Regions from separate parts of the Rattus norvegicus genome. Here region 1 is linked to region 2. A link is a contact called in public Hi-C data. All regions are on one chromosome and are shown on one strand. The core of a region is the stretch at or near the end of the contact, and the rest is flanking DNA. Distances in the headings are between cores, read along the strand shown.

Region 1 (6,478 bases), core at 1,876-4,375, 130 kb after region 2:
CCCAAGTATACACACACACACACACACACACACACACACACACACACACACACTCATGTACATACATACATACACTCATACATATAGCTAAAAAAGGTTTTAAAAAGAAAACATGTCTTCAGTTTGTAGATGAAATGCCAAAGTTCTGGCTGTTAGAAATGCATGTAATATCTTCTCTTTGCTACCAAAGTTTGTGAATCGTGAGAGTTTTCCTCTTTTAATATTCACAGGCCACCGGGCCGGGAGTGGTGGCACACACCTTTAATCCCAGCACTCAGGAGGCAGAGGCAGGCGGTTCTCTGTGAGTTCGAGGCCAGCCTGGTCTACTAAATGGAGTCTAGAACAGCCAGTCCTCCACAAAGAAACTCTGTCTCAAAAAGAACAAGCAAAAATCCAGTAAAATTTAATACAGGACAAATATGTTTATGAAATAGTAACAGTCCAAGGTTTGTTAATTTAATCTGTGGTGCCGGGGATTGAACCCAGGCCCTTATGCATGCCAGCCAGACATCTCTCCTCAACTGCTCATCATCTAGTTCTGTCTTTATCTACTTTAGAGCTGGGCATTCAACCCGCATGCTCAGGCTATGTTCTACCACGGAGCTACACAGTCACCCCCTGACAGTTTAAGGACTGAGCAGAAAATGACATTTCCAACGATTAATTTGACACTTAAAAAGTCATTCTCATGACTTTACATGTCTAATTCAGTGGCATCGGTACATCCAGCTGTCACCGCCAGCTAATGTCTAAATAAGTGTTGTTACAGGTATGTATCTCAGCCGAGACTTCTGGTTCACTAGAGATGAAACTGGCTTTCAGAAGGAGTTTTCATAATTATCATTAGGGGCATAACCAGGCTGTCTTCATAGCTGGCACCCCGAAAGCTGGCATGACTCATTGTCAATTACAGTTTATAGTTACATTTGAACTCTTTTTTCAAGACCGTACAGGTAATTTTGGCAGTTTATTCTCACATGTTTTATCTACTTCTGTGCATAAAGGAGCCCTTTTAAAGTTCCTAATTCTCCAAATCACTTCCGGTTCCATTGGTACCGATGTATTTCTATATCCCCACCCCCACCCCAGAGATGGGGATTGAACACAGAAGTCCCACGAGCAAGTCCTCTACCTCAAAGCCCTGAATCGAGTTCCCAGCACTGGGGCAACAGAAAAGAGGGTAAACTAAAAAGCTGTCCGATCTGGAAGGTAATAATTCGTTCAGTCTCAGATAGTTACAGGCATAGCATAAAACCCCTCAGTGCATGTGTGGAAATACTAAATGAAGGAGCTGGATCATCAAAGGCAGTGTGATATTCCCCAGCCACTGTCTTCTGACACCGACGCCCCAAAGGACTGAGACTTTTATTTTGAGTGCTGTGCCATACACAGTGCAAGTGCCAGATAAAAGCTTGCACGAGTTAAGAAGAGACACACACATGAACTTGCATTGATATGATTCTATAACTATTGCCCAGCCTGAGAGAAGACTGTCACTTTAAGAAGTTAAAGGAACAAAGGGGAATGAATGTACCTTTCTGTCCCTGGCCCCTTTCTCTGGCAGCCCCCTCCCATAATGGTCAAAGGTCCTAGCTCCGACCGCATCCAGTGAGTCAGTTCACCAGCCAGAATGGCTGCTGCACGCTGGTGCTTTTATTTCTGTCGCTTAAGCAGTGCATCCTTACTACTAACTTACTGATGGGGCACGATTAACAATGTTCAAGAGGTGGTAAGAAAGAAGGGCATAGGTGGCATTCCATTTCTTTCCAGTCACATGTGGTATTAAAGTCGAGGATGCACAAAAAATATTCTGCCATACTGTCCACAATAGGGAGGACACCACACAACTCAAAGACACCGGGAGAAAGGCAGGTGATGCAAACACCCGGACACATGACACCGTCCCCTGCTTCTCACAGTTGGCAGTTGGCAGCAGGGACAATGGGATCAGCCCTGATTCTGTCTGGGAAACGTCAGGTCTCCCATCAATCTCCTCAAGACAAACAGAGGCAGGCTTGTATTTAGCATCTCCCCTACAGCGAGGAGGATGTTAAACCCAGAGCCGTCACCAGTAGGCTTTCTGAAGACAGAACCCATCTTCACGAGTGATAACCATGGTTCATCAGAGGTGGGGTTACTGTTCCTCCCGCCGCCACGGGGGACGCTGCTGCTCTGGGGAGCATTTTAACTGCGGTTTCAGTTAGGGATGCTATGATCAGGAACTTAACCTTCAGTCTATGATCAGCCAGCACACAGGGTTAGAATAAGAACGTTCCTGGAAGAGCTGTTTGGCTACTAGCTCTAGCCAGGGATTTCCACGCTGCTCTGTTCAACAATAATAAAAAAATGACACAGAGCCAGGTGGCTTTCCTCTTGCCTTCTGTCAGGGATGAGCCTAAGTTGAAAGGGTAGCTGTCCACCCGATGAGCTGTGGACTGGGAGAGGTTAAGCTACATACACAGTATTCTCAGCTGGGAAAAGAGGGACAGGACTGGGGAAAGTTCCTGCCTATCTTAAATACCGTCTTCTCTCCTTAAGGAACATCCCTCCTCGACCTGGCTTTTCAACCCCTTTCTTAATCAAGAAATACACAGTTTGCAAGCAAGCCGGCCTAGAGAACCCACGATGGCAGGTTTCATCTGTCACGTCACATAAACATTCACAGCTGCCTGTTTCTGAAAGCACATTTCCAGTTTCTTCTCATCCAGTTCCCAAACCAGGAAGAATAGGCCCAGGAGCGCCAAAGGATGCTCCTGGAAGGACAGAAGCTCCGGAGAGACCACCGGAGGGTGGTGAGAGGGTGCCCGCGGAGTGTCCAATTCAAGGCACAGTTTCTTTAAACACTAGCACCAGGTCTTTGGGAAGCTCGCCCAGAACCGGGAACGGAGGGAGCACCCAGAACGCGATTTTTTTTTACAGTCAGGATGGACGCAGTTATTTCCCAAGTCTTGCCCACCACCTCTTTTGGTCTCTAGCCCCGCGGTCTGGTGGATCCACTCACCAAAAGGCCCTTGGCTCCGCCGGCTCTAGCTGCGCTTAGCCCAAGCCCCCCGCAAGGCCACTAGCGTCCGGCAGTCGAGCAGCCCAGGATCCCGGGACAGCAAGCGAGCTCCGAATGGGCGGTCCCCGCTCTAGCTCAGAGGCCGCCTTATCTGGTCCGGGAAGGCGCGCGTCGGGGCGAAGAGACGCCCACACGCGCCGCGAAGGATCCCTAGCGGAGACAGTAGGGACAACCCTCCCGGGAAAGGATCGACCCTCCGCTTCCAGGAGTGCCCGGCACTCCCCAGTCCCGGACCAATTCAGAGGCCATTGGAGGCCAGCTGCGAAACCCCTGGGGCTCCTTCGGTCGATCGGACCCCGGGTGGCTCATCCTGTCCAGGCCTCCCCGCCCAAACCGGGGTCCCAGATCTCAGCGGAGTTCACGATTCTCGGAACAGTGGCCGCCAGCCGCTTGGACTACTGCTACGGCGACCCCGTGTGGTCCCCAGCGCGGGCTCCAAGGAGAAGGGTTCTCGGCCGCACTGCGGCTTTGCACCAAGGGATAGGAAATGAGCCGGCGACAGAAACGCGAAAAGGAGTCTCCGGGGCTGGGTATGGAGACCCGGGACGCTCGGGGACCATCACGCTCCGGGACCATCTGTGACTGCCAGCCCGCCACTCCACAAGCACCGACGCCACTTCGGAGGTGAACTTCCAGGGAAGGGTGCAGTCAAAAGAAGCCTAACCCCACACCACGGTGGCAGGGCGAGACCTCGTTGAGAGGGGCTCCTGTGACCTGCGCGACCCGCATAAGTGGCATGAAAGCTAACCAAACCTCCGAGGTCCCACCCGCGGACAGCGTCACACAGAGCTCCGGGTCCAAAGCCCGACTAGTCCCGCGCGTTTGCGCCTCGGGGCACGGGGCCTGCGCTCCTGGATCGGGTCCCGGGAATCGGAAACAGAGCTCGCGCTTCCCCGCATCCTCCCGGCTTCGCCGCTCAGCTCGGCATCCCCGAACCCAGCCTCGCAGCCCCGGCTCTAGCTCCCGTCGTCCCGCACTCACCGCGCCCCCGCTCCCGGCGCCCGCGCAGCCTCCGCCCGCTGTCCCGGCGCCGCCGTCTCTCCGCGGGACTGCAGGCCAGGGACGGTGAGGGGGCAGGGCGGTGCGGAGGGGCGGGGCCGCTGCAGGTAACAATGCTGCCTACCCGGCTGCTCCTCCAGCCGGCCGCAAAGGACAGCACGCCCTTTCCTGCTCCGCTGCCTCCCTCGCTCCCCCTTCAACCCTAAGAGCACCGCCACTGCGCTCGCCCTCGCCAGCTCCGGGCTCCGGAGACTCGAAAGCCGCCGCCCAGCACGCTGCTCCTGGCACCTGAAGACCAGCTCCGGGCTGGGCGGGCAACCACAGAGGTAGATGGAAATTGCTGCAGGGAGAAGATGAGCCTTGGTGTCCTAATGGAGCGAGGGGGAGGCGCCAGTCGCTACTGAGCAGGTCACCGCCTTCCACAAAAGGAACCTCTGCGGCAGTCTCCTGGACACCCTACCCTGCGTACACGCATGAACACTCCACACACATTCGTAGGCACGCATGCACCTCCCTCCCTCTCTCTCTCTCTCTCTCTCTCTCTCTCTCTCTCTCTCTCTCTCTCTCACACACACACACACACACACACACACACACACACACACGCACACACACACTCACATCCCCACACCTCCGCGCACTCAACTCACTGTAGCTTCTCTTTGGAGCTTAGAGAGTGTCAGGAGGTCCAGAGCGCTCTGGAGGTCAGATCCTCTGTGGGGCACACCAAATCGCCTCTTCTCCCACTCGACTCCCACCCTTTCCTTCTCCCTCCCTCCTTCCCTTCCCTTCCCCTTCCCTCCCCTTTATTTTCTTTTGTCTCAATGATAGTAACAAACTTTTCAGGTTTATTAAAGAAAAAAAAGTCTGGCAGAAGTAGCTGAATGAAGGAGCTCTGTCTGGGAACTGGGAAGAGCCCGCCCCCTCACTGAAGGAAACAGGGAAGTCAGTCTAATCGCATTTTTTTTTTTTCTCAAAGTGACTTGTGACGATGCCAGGCAGAGAGCGAAGTGAGTAGTCAAAGAAAACTCACCCTGGACAAACCGGCTGCTGGCATCTCAGCTGCCGGGGTGGGAAGCGCCCTCTGCGGGAATGAAGTCATCCTACCCTTTTCTGGGTGCGCCCAGATAACCGACCAGAGCGTTCCTTTCCCAAGCTCTGGGGCCTGAGGACTTCCAGCTACTCCACCAGGTTCTCAGGTCCTGGACTCCGTCCTAATTCCTCACCTCCTACTGCGAGCCTTGCACAGGACGAGAGAAGGTACTAGTCCAAACCAGTTCAGTATCCAAGACCCCAAAACTGCGTCAGCCTATTTCTTGGCCTTTTTTTTTTTTTTTTTCCGGAGCTGGGGACCGAACCCAGGGCCTTGCGCATGCTAGGCAAGCACTTTACCACTGAGCTAAATACCCAACCCCTTTCTTGGCCTTCTTGATGGTTCTTTGGCCATTAATGTAGTTCATGATTAAACACGATCCACAGACACTGAAAATATCAAGGCTGGCCTCAGGCTGGGAACTCACGATAGTTCAAATGAATATTGATCGATTCCCAGGCAAAAGAGTAACAAGCATTATGTGTGAGTGTGTGTGTCCTTTCCCTTTTTATTTCATTGCTTATTATGTTTTGTGTTTTGAGACAAGCTCTCTCTAGGCCTAGCTGTCCTTGAACTCACTCAGTACACCAGGCTGTCCTCCACCTCACAGAGAACTGCATAGGTCACCGAGCCAGCTAGCTCCCTTTCCCCTTCTTTAGTCTGAGATTGATCTCTTCCAACCCTGCAAGCCTGCAAGCCTCACACTGTAGGAAGTATGTGCTGAAAGACCAGTCCCTTTCTGATGCCTTTCTGTGATCCCGATACCTCAGAAACTGAGGCAAGGAATTTCCTTTAGCCCAGGAATTTGAAGCCAGCCTTGCCAACACGTTGAGATTTCCAAGAAGAAAAAAGCCACTTTGGACGAGTCAAGCCCAGTGGCCCACCCTCCTCCCTCTGGCTTTTGATCTCCAGCTTCGTTCTGACCCACAGGCCTTCCTTTGGCTTCTCTGGCCCTCCCTGGTGACCCTTCTTTTCCTCTGAGTGCAGTCACAAGGCTCTTCAACCCTTGATCGTCCATTGTCTATTATCATCCCCTGGGGATTGAGTCTGACTTCAATCTGGATGCCTTTTTGAAAGAAAAGCAGTAAAACCGAACACACATGGCCTTGGGTTTCCATCCTTGGAAGGGGACAAGAAAAATGAGGGTCAATTGTTTTCAGTATGTCAGCAACTTAGATCCACATCAGTCTGACGGTGATAGAACTCCAGATTCAATGCCTGGAAGTCAGTCACTCTCCCTCAAACCATCCCTCTTCCCTCTTTCCCTAATGGCTGGCTTGGGAGGTTGAAGTCCCACGCCACCATACTAACTCTAGGGCAAGGTG
Region 2 (6,336 bases), core at 1,056-3,555:
CTTTCAGTGACTCCTGCCATCTCTCTCCTTGTAAAGGGATAGAACAGGCACTCAAAAAGAATTAGGAAGTAGATGCTTGCCACACCAGCATGAGTGTTCTTAACCAATGAAAGAGATAGTTATTGTCACCAACTCAAACCCACTTTATAAGACTCCGGGGAAGCCTCAGACAGACAGCCCCAGGCCCGTGTTTGGAAATATACTGGGTGTGGCTTGACCCGATAGATCTGTGGTTGTGACTGCTGTCTTCCTACAGAGGCTCTGAGCCTCTAGATGGGCATTTCATGGAGTACCAGAGAATACAGATGGCCTCACAACCGCACATGCCAGGAAATGCTGGGGCCCCGAGAAGCCACAGAATCGCTCTCAGTGAAGGGCTCTTACCTGTGGTTACATGCTGGTCACTAACTATGCCTGGCACATGGCCATGCCCTGAGACAAACCCTGGAGGATAGAAATGCGACTTCAATGCATGGAGACTTGGGTAGTGAAGGGGAAATGGTGGGAACACAGCTTCTTCTATCTTAGCGTTGAGCTAAGGGGCCTGTGAGTGCGTGTGCACTCATGTGGACACAGGTCGGGCCATAAAACTGGTAGTAACATCCACACACCGTCGTCTTTCAAGGAGAGAGGGAAAAGCTGAAGGAGCCAAACGAATCTGCTTCATGAGAGTACAGAATCTCAAACTGCGAGGTCACTGTTACCTCTGCCCCTGCTGCCGTATAAACTCGTATTCATCTGGAAGCATCTGGAAGGAAATGCTGGCTCCCCACGTTCCTTCAGTAGCCACCGCTCTCCCGCTCTCCCGCTCTGCCTCACCCACGGGCACAGTAGGAAATGGGCCCACAATCTGGGCTAATCTCTATCTTTAAGAAAAGCAGTTAAATCGTTTGTCAATAAGAAGTGCATCTTCCCCGTCACCAAGCTCTTTGTAACAGTTTTCTAAGTTTTTACACCGAAAGAGAAACAAGGCCTATCAGCTATTGGAAAGTAATTTTTAAAAGTGAAAGGATTAATCTGAGTGTTGTGTGGCACATGTCTACACAATTCCTGTACTTGGGAGGCTGAGCCAGGGGGACCCCCCCGGGGTTCAACTGTAACATAGGCTACACAGTAAAATCCTGTCTGAAAAGATAAAGAAAAGGAAGAAACTAAAAATATCTGTTTGAAAGCCACTGAGGCTGATATAAGATTGAGGAGTTCTCGGTCCCTCTTCAGCAAGTTTGCCCAGACTCAGGATCTAGAAGTCAGCTCTGAGCCAGCATCGATATGCCAGTGGGGAGCAATTAGCCCTGAGTCAGGATTGCATGTTGGGAGCTGATAGAACTTTAATGGATACGTCTCACTGTGTGAGGAAATCTGCTTTTCCATTAACTCCTGGTCAATGACCATGTCTCTCCTGTGTTTATGAGCCTGGAGTCTTGTCAGACTGATCAAGTAAAATGATACTTGTGGCTCCTCGGGTCCCACCATCTCCCCTGGAACTGACTGTTCTCAAGGTCACAATGTCGGCTACAAGGGAACAAAGCACGAAGAAGAAATTGCTTAAGGAGAACCAAGACACCATCTGGTGGTCATCTCCTATAAATCTTCCCCTCACATGCAAATGCCTTGCACAAAGGAAACTGGCTTTGTGATCTGCAGGCTGCAGGGAACCAGGCTGTGTGACCAGGGAACTAAAACTGGGCAAGTCTCGGAGTAGCCAGCTTTCTAGAGTTATTTACTATTGGAAGATTTAAAGTACTCATTTATTCACTTTAGGGGTGCTGCTGTTTGAATCCAGGGCCTTTGGGTATGCTAAGTACAGGTGCTAGCGTGGACGGCCCAACCCCAACTTTTATATCAGCATCTGAAGCAGGAAGCCCAGAGACAGCTTCCCTCTGAGGAAATTCTCACCCTGAAACAAAGAATCTTTGGATTGCCAAGTGTCTCCCTCTGGTTGTGAGGGTTCTTACAAGGGAAATATACCCAAGAAATCCTGCTCTATACACATCTTTCTTTCCATCCCTATGTTGCAGTAAAACAGAGCAGATGTTTAGATCCTGTCCGTCAGGTTCCTCTCCTTATGGAAAACCCTCTTCACTCACTGAAGACCATTTTTATAAGAGTAGCACATCACAGACTCAGCCTTCTCCATATCCAGCCTCTTGCCGTGGGGCTCCCTGACCACAGACTGGCCCTTTGTCCTCCTTGGCAGATGGCAGTGACTAAAGCGACCTCAAGTTGACATTTTTTCATCAGCAGCCACAGAGCAAGGCTGTCCTCAGGGCAGAATTCCCAAGCAAGCGAAGTCCTTCTCTGGGAGTCCCTTTGTCCCTCATCCCAGCTGCATGGCCCTCCCCTCTGCCCACTCCTTTCTAGCTCCACACTGCTCCTGTGTCCTCACAAGGTGTGAAGGGCATGTCCTGACTTGGGAAAGTCCTGCTTGCTTGGAGAAAATGCCGTCCGTCACCATGGCAGCTGTTCTGTAAAACCTGAACTAGAGGACTAGAACCTCTGTGAGTGATTCAGGAAGCGAAGCTGGGAAAGGCTGTGGGCAGGTGATGCTTCTAGAAGCCCTTCCACCCACAGAGAGCCTCTAGTTACACACTGGTGAGACTGCCCTACAAGAAAGGCCACTCAGACCTGATCTCTGTACCCTATAAACTCACACCCTTTTCCTCCCCAGGGTTGGAGCCCCTATCTATGGCCATGAGCTGAGTCTCTTTTCTACTTCTTTCTCCTCCTGTAGTTAGTAGACGTACGTTTAGACTTGTCTGTTCTGAACTAAATAGCCAGGCACTTCTCAGCAACAGACACTTCACGTTAATTAACAGGAGGGAGATGAAACAGGAACCAGTTCAGAAGTTGTTCACTCATGGCTGGGGGAGGGCAGGAAGATGCAAAGCAGGTGCAATGGAGCAGGGAGAAGGCTCTGATTGACTTGGTTCTCCTTGCTTGGGACTCGGAAGGGGAGAAGGGGGGAAGCTCCCACTCACTTGTTTGAGGGATGTAATTAAAGCAAGCAGGGTCACTCACGTACCCCAGTTGCAAAGCCCAAGGAAAGGCCCATCGGCTCATATTTTCAGAAGGTATAAGTCACCTGGACTCCAGCAGCAGGGCAGCACTGTCTCATGATGCTCTTTCTAACTAAAACAGGCAGGAGACATCCAAAGGGGAGTCACACCCACAGACACCTGAAATCTGACAGCCGTGCTGTGGTTTGGACCTAGAATGTTCCCCGAGATCCATGTGTTAGAATCTTGGTCCCAGACTAAAGAGCTATCAGAAGACAGTGAACTTCTGGGAGGTGGGACCTAGGAGAAGAGAGGTAGGTCCTCAAAGACATGCCCTTGAGGGGGCTATTAGGACCCTAGGGTCACTTCCTGTCTCTCCCTCTGCTTCCTGTCCCCGGCGTGAGCAGCCTCTCGGACCATCTGCAGTTCACCATGATGTTCTGCTTTGCCACAGGCCAAAAACATGGTGCTGTAGGTTGGACCCTAGGTTGAATTTACAAGCCAAATAAACCTTCCTCCTGTAAGTTGTTGATTTGGGGTCTTTTGTCACAGTGGCGAAAAGCTGCTAACACAAGCATTCTTGTGGGAGACAGTTGTTGTAGCCACAGACTACTCAGAGTCGGTCTAAGGAGGCCTGGCAGAGGAAACAGAGGAAGAACCTCCACAACCTTGAGGAACTGAGAATTCCTTTCCCCAACAGCATCAAGAGAGAGGAAGCCCAGGCCTCCGATGCAATGACACCTCCAAGAGCTTCCCATAAGCCGTAGACAATAGAGCTCGTCAGATATACTCAGCCACTGAAAAGGCTTGAAGGAAAAATGACAATGTTAGTTAGTACCGGGACACTGCCTTGAGAGCAGAAACTCACCAGATGAGAGGCTGGGAAACTAGAACAATCATGGGTGGATCTGTCCTATATCCACACCGCCTTGATCCGGATTGGCGGCCACTATGCCTCAGTACCTCAGAAAGCGAGTTTATTTGGACACCTGATCTTTACAGATGTAATCGGGTCAAAATGAGATCATAATGGTAAGTCCTAATCAGATATGATTGATATGTCAAAGGGGAAAAAGTTAAGACACAGAGGCACACATCAGAGAATGCCACATGAACATGAAATGTCCACCCCTGGCCCAATAAGAGACAGTTGGGACCAATCGGAGGCTCCCAGAATGTTCCTTTGAAGCACTGGTTTCTGGAACAGCTAAGCCCAGAGCGGGAGTGAAAGTTGCAACCTGGGTCTGAAGCATTGTTTGATGCAGGACATAACTGTGCTTTCAAATACATCTTGAGAATAAGTCAGTAAATGGATTAAAGAGACTTTCTACCTTCCCCTCTAATCCCTGATCTTCCTCTTGTACTGCTTGCCTTCATGTTCAGCCTGTGTTTTTCTTTTGTGTTATTATTGGATGGTAGCAATGAAGAAGCCCACGCCTCTGAACCCACCTTGCTAACCACAGTCTCTCTTCCTGCCTCTTTCCCACAGTTTCTGCCATCAATTCTGTTGGGTTTGCATGGGAAGGTACGTGTGGCGGGGGCACTCTGAGCGTTTGCCTTGCAGGTGGAGGCTTGTTGGAGGAGGCGTAGGAGGGGTGTGCCCAGGGTGGAGATCACGGTTGGCTTCATGTGAGCAAGCTGGGGAGGGTCTATAGACTCTTGAAGGAGCCTTGACCTAGGAACACTGTGTTTTCTCCTCTGCAGTCTCTGTGTGTGAAAGAAACAGCACGTTTGGAAAACAGATTTGAAGTTTATTGGTCAGTTGAATAACCTTGGACTTCCGGAGACCAATGTTGGCCTGACCATCCCAAGAAAGGGTCTAATTGGGAGACATCTCAACACTTAGGTCTTGTGCCTAACTGCTCACACCTGTGGAAGGAACACAGAACACAGATCTTAGAGACAGAGAAGGCTCACTGGAGGTTGCCCTAATGTGACATTATACTCCCAGTGGGTGTGTAAGGAAAAGGATGGACTCTCCTGGGGAAGGGGGGAGGTAGTCTCCTTTGAGGTCCCATCTGTGCTGAATGACTGAAGTGAAGGTGATGTAATTAGTAATCTGCAGACTTCCAACTGCTGTAACACTGTGTGAATAATTCTGATAATGGCCCTTTACTCAGCGAGGGTGGCATCCAGATAAGCAGATTGCCACAGCTCTCCTGTCAGCTTAAGTTAACAGCACCTTTGATTGCCATCTGACATGACGTAACACACCACTGTGACAGACACGCCCCTGTTGGACCTGCTAGGCCTAGGGAGAAATGAATGATGAAACAGGAGCCCGTCTTGATGGAAAGCCTCCTCAGGAAGGGCTTAGCCTATTCTCATCCTCCACCTGTCCCCAGGCCAGCAGCAAGGACAGACGGACAGAGGCCTCGGTGTCCAAGGGAACATCAGAGCTTCTTCCTTTCATGCAGAGGGAGGAAGGGCTGTCTTGACAAAATGGCTACCCCTTGGTTCATCAGCCTGTCTCACAGTCACGAAGCCCCATGTTCCACACACAGTGAATGAGGTTCCCTGTCAACTTTACAGGTTTCCCCTTCTTGTTTTGGTAGTCAACTTCAGAGTTCTTGGGTAACTCAGCCATCTTTTTGACAGCTTCACGCACACTCCAAGTTCTATAGGAGAGTTTCATAGGCCAGACCTGGCTACGAGAATGCTATCCAGTCAGGCACAGGGAGAGGTTCAGACTGGGCCAGGTAGAGACGTTTGCAGGATTTTTGTCCCAGTCATGGCTAATCTAGACTGGCCCAGGAAGCGCTCCTGCCCCTTGGGAGAAGAGGCTGACCAAAAGGAGACTAAAGCCAAGGAGAGGTGGGGAAGAGTTGTGGGGAGGGCATACAAAGAATGGAAATATACAGATGAATATCTATCTATATATCTAGCTATGAATATATATCTAGAGAGATATAATGTGCATAATGTATGTATGTATATATAATTGAAAAATATGGAGTCACTTCCATATTTTTCACACAACAAAGTTGTGTCTGGATGCTTAAGTGGATGCCAAGAGTTGAGGAGCATTTCCTTCTCCAGTCCCTGTCCCCTCTTGGGTTGTCCCTCCATCATTCGTTATTGTCAGAATGGCCCCAGAGCACAGGCGCCATCATGATGTATCATATGCAGCTCTCTGGTCTTTACATCCTGAGGGATGGGCCACTTCTCACAGAGGGCCCCAGTCTGTCCCTGTGCTGTCAGTCCCCTCAACGGCCCCTCCTGGTCTCTTTCTACCTTTCCCATGGTTCTCTCTTTTCTTCCTTTCTTTTGCTATACATTTTGCTTTGTCATAAAGTGAGCCAGTGATGCCAGACAAGGAACAGAGGATGGGCTCCCACTA

The links. Hi-C and Micro-C count contacts between places; a contact is called where the count stands out from the background.
Region 1: a contact with region 2 is called in a Hi-C map of Schwann cells, with 4 times the contacts expected there. The contact joins the promoter of Fhdc1 here to the enhancer-like site in region 2. A contact is called at or near these places in 8 of 12 Hi-C or Micro-C datasets (Schwann cells, frontal cortex, kidney and 4 more) and 1 of 1 datasets of contacts at active chromatin or transcription factors (oligodendrocytes).

What each region holds. Positions count from the first base shown.
Region 1 is chr2:172,122,831-172,129,308 of GRCr8, forward strand. Fhdc1 (FH2 domain containing 1) reads right to left here and starts at 3,126. Exons shown (of 12, transcript NM_001106437.1): 1 at 3,002-3,126.
Region 2 is chr2:171,992,311-171,998,646 of GRCr8, forward strand. No RefSeq gene overlaps it. Among named protein-coding and RNA genes, the nearest start is that of Fhdc1, 130 kb to the right of the region's middle. Within about 2 kb of position 2,306, at least 16 of the 93 cell types and tissues checked have an H3K27ac peak or open chromatin away from gene starts, as enhancers often do. A contact at or near this core is called in Schwann cells, where this site is marked.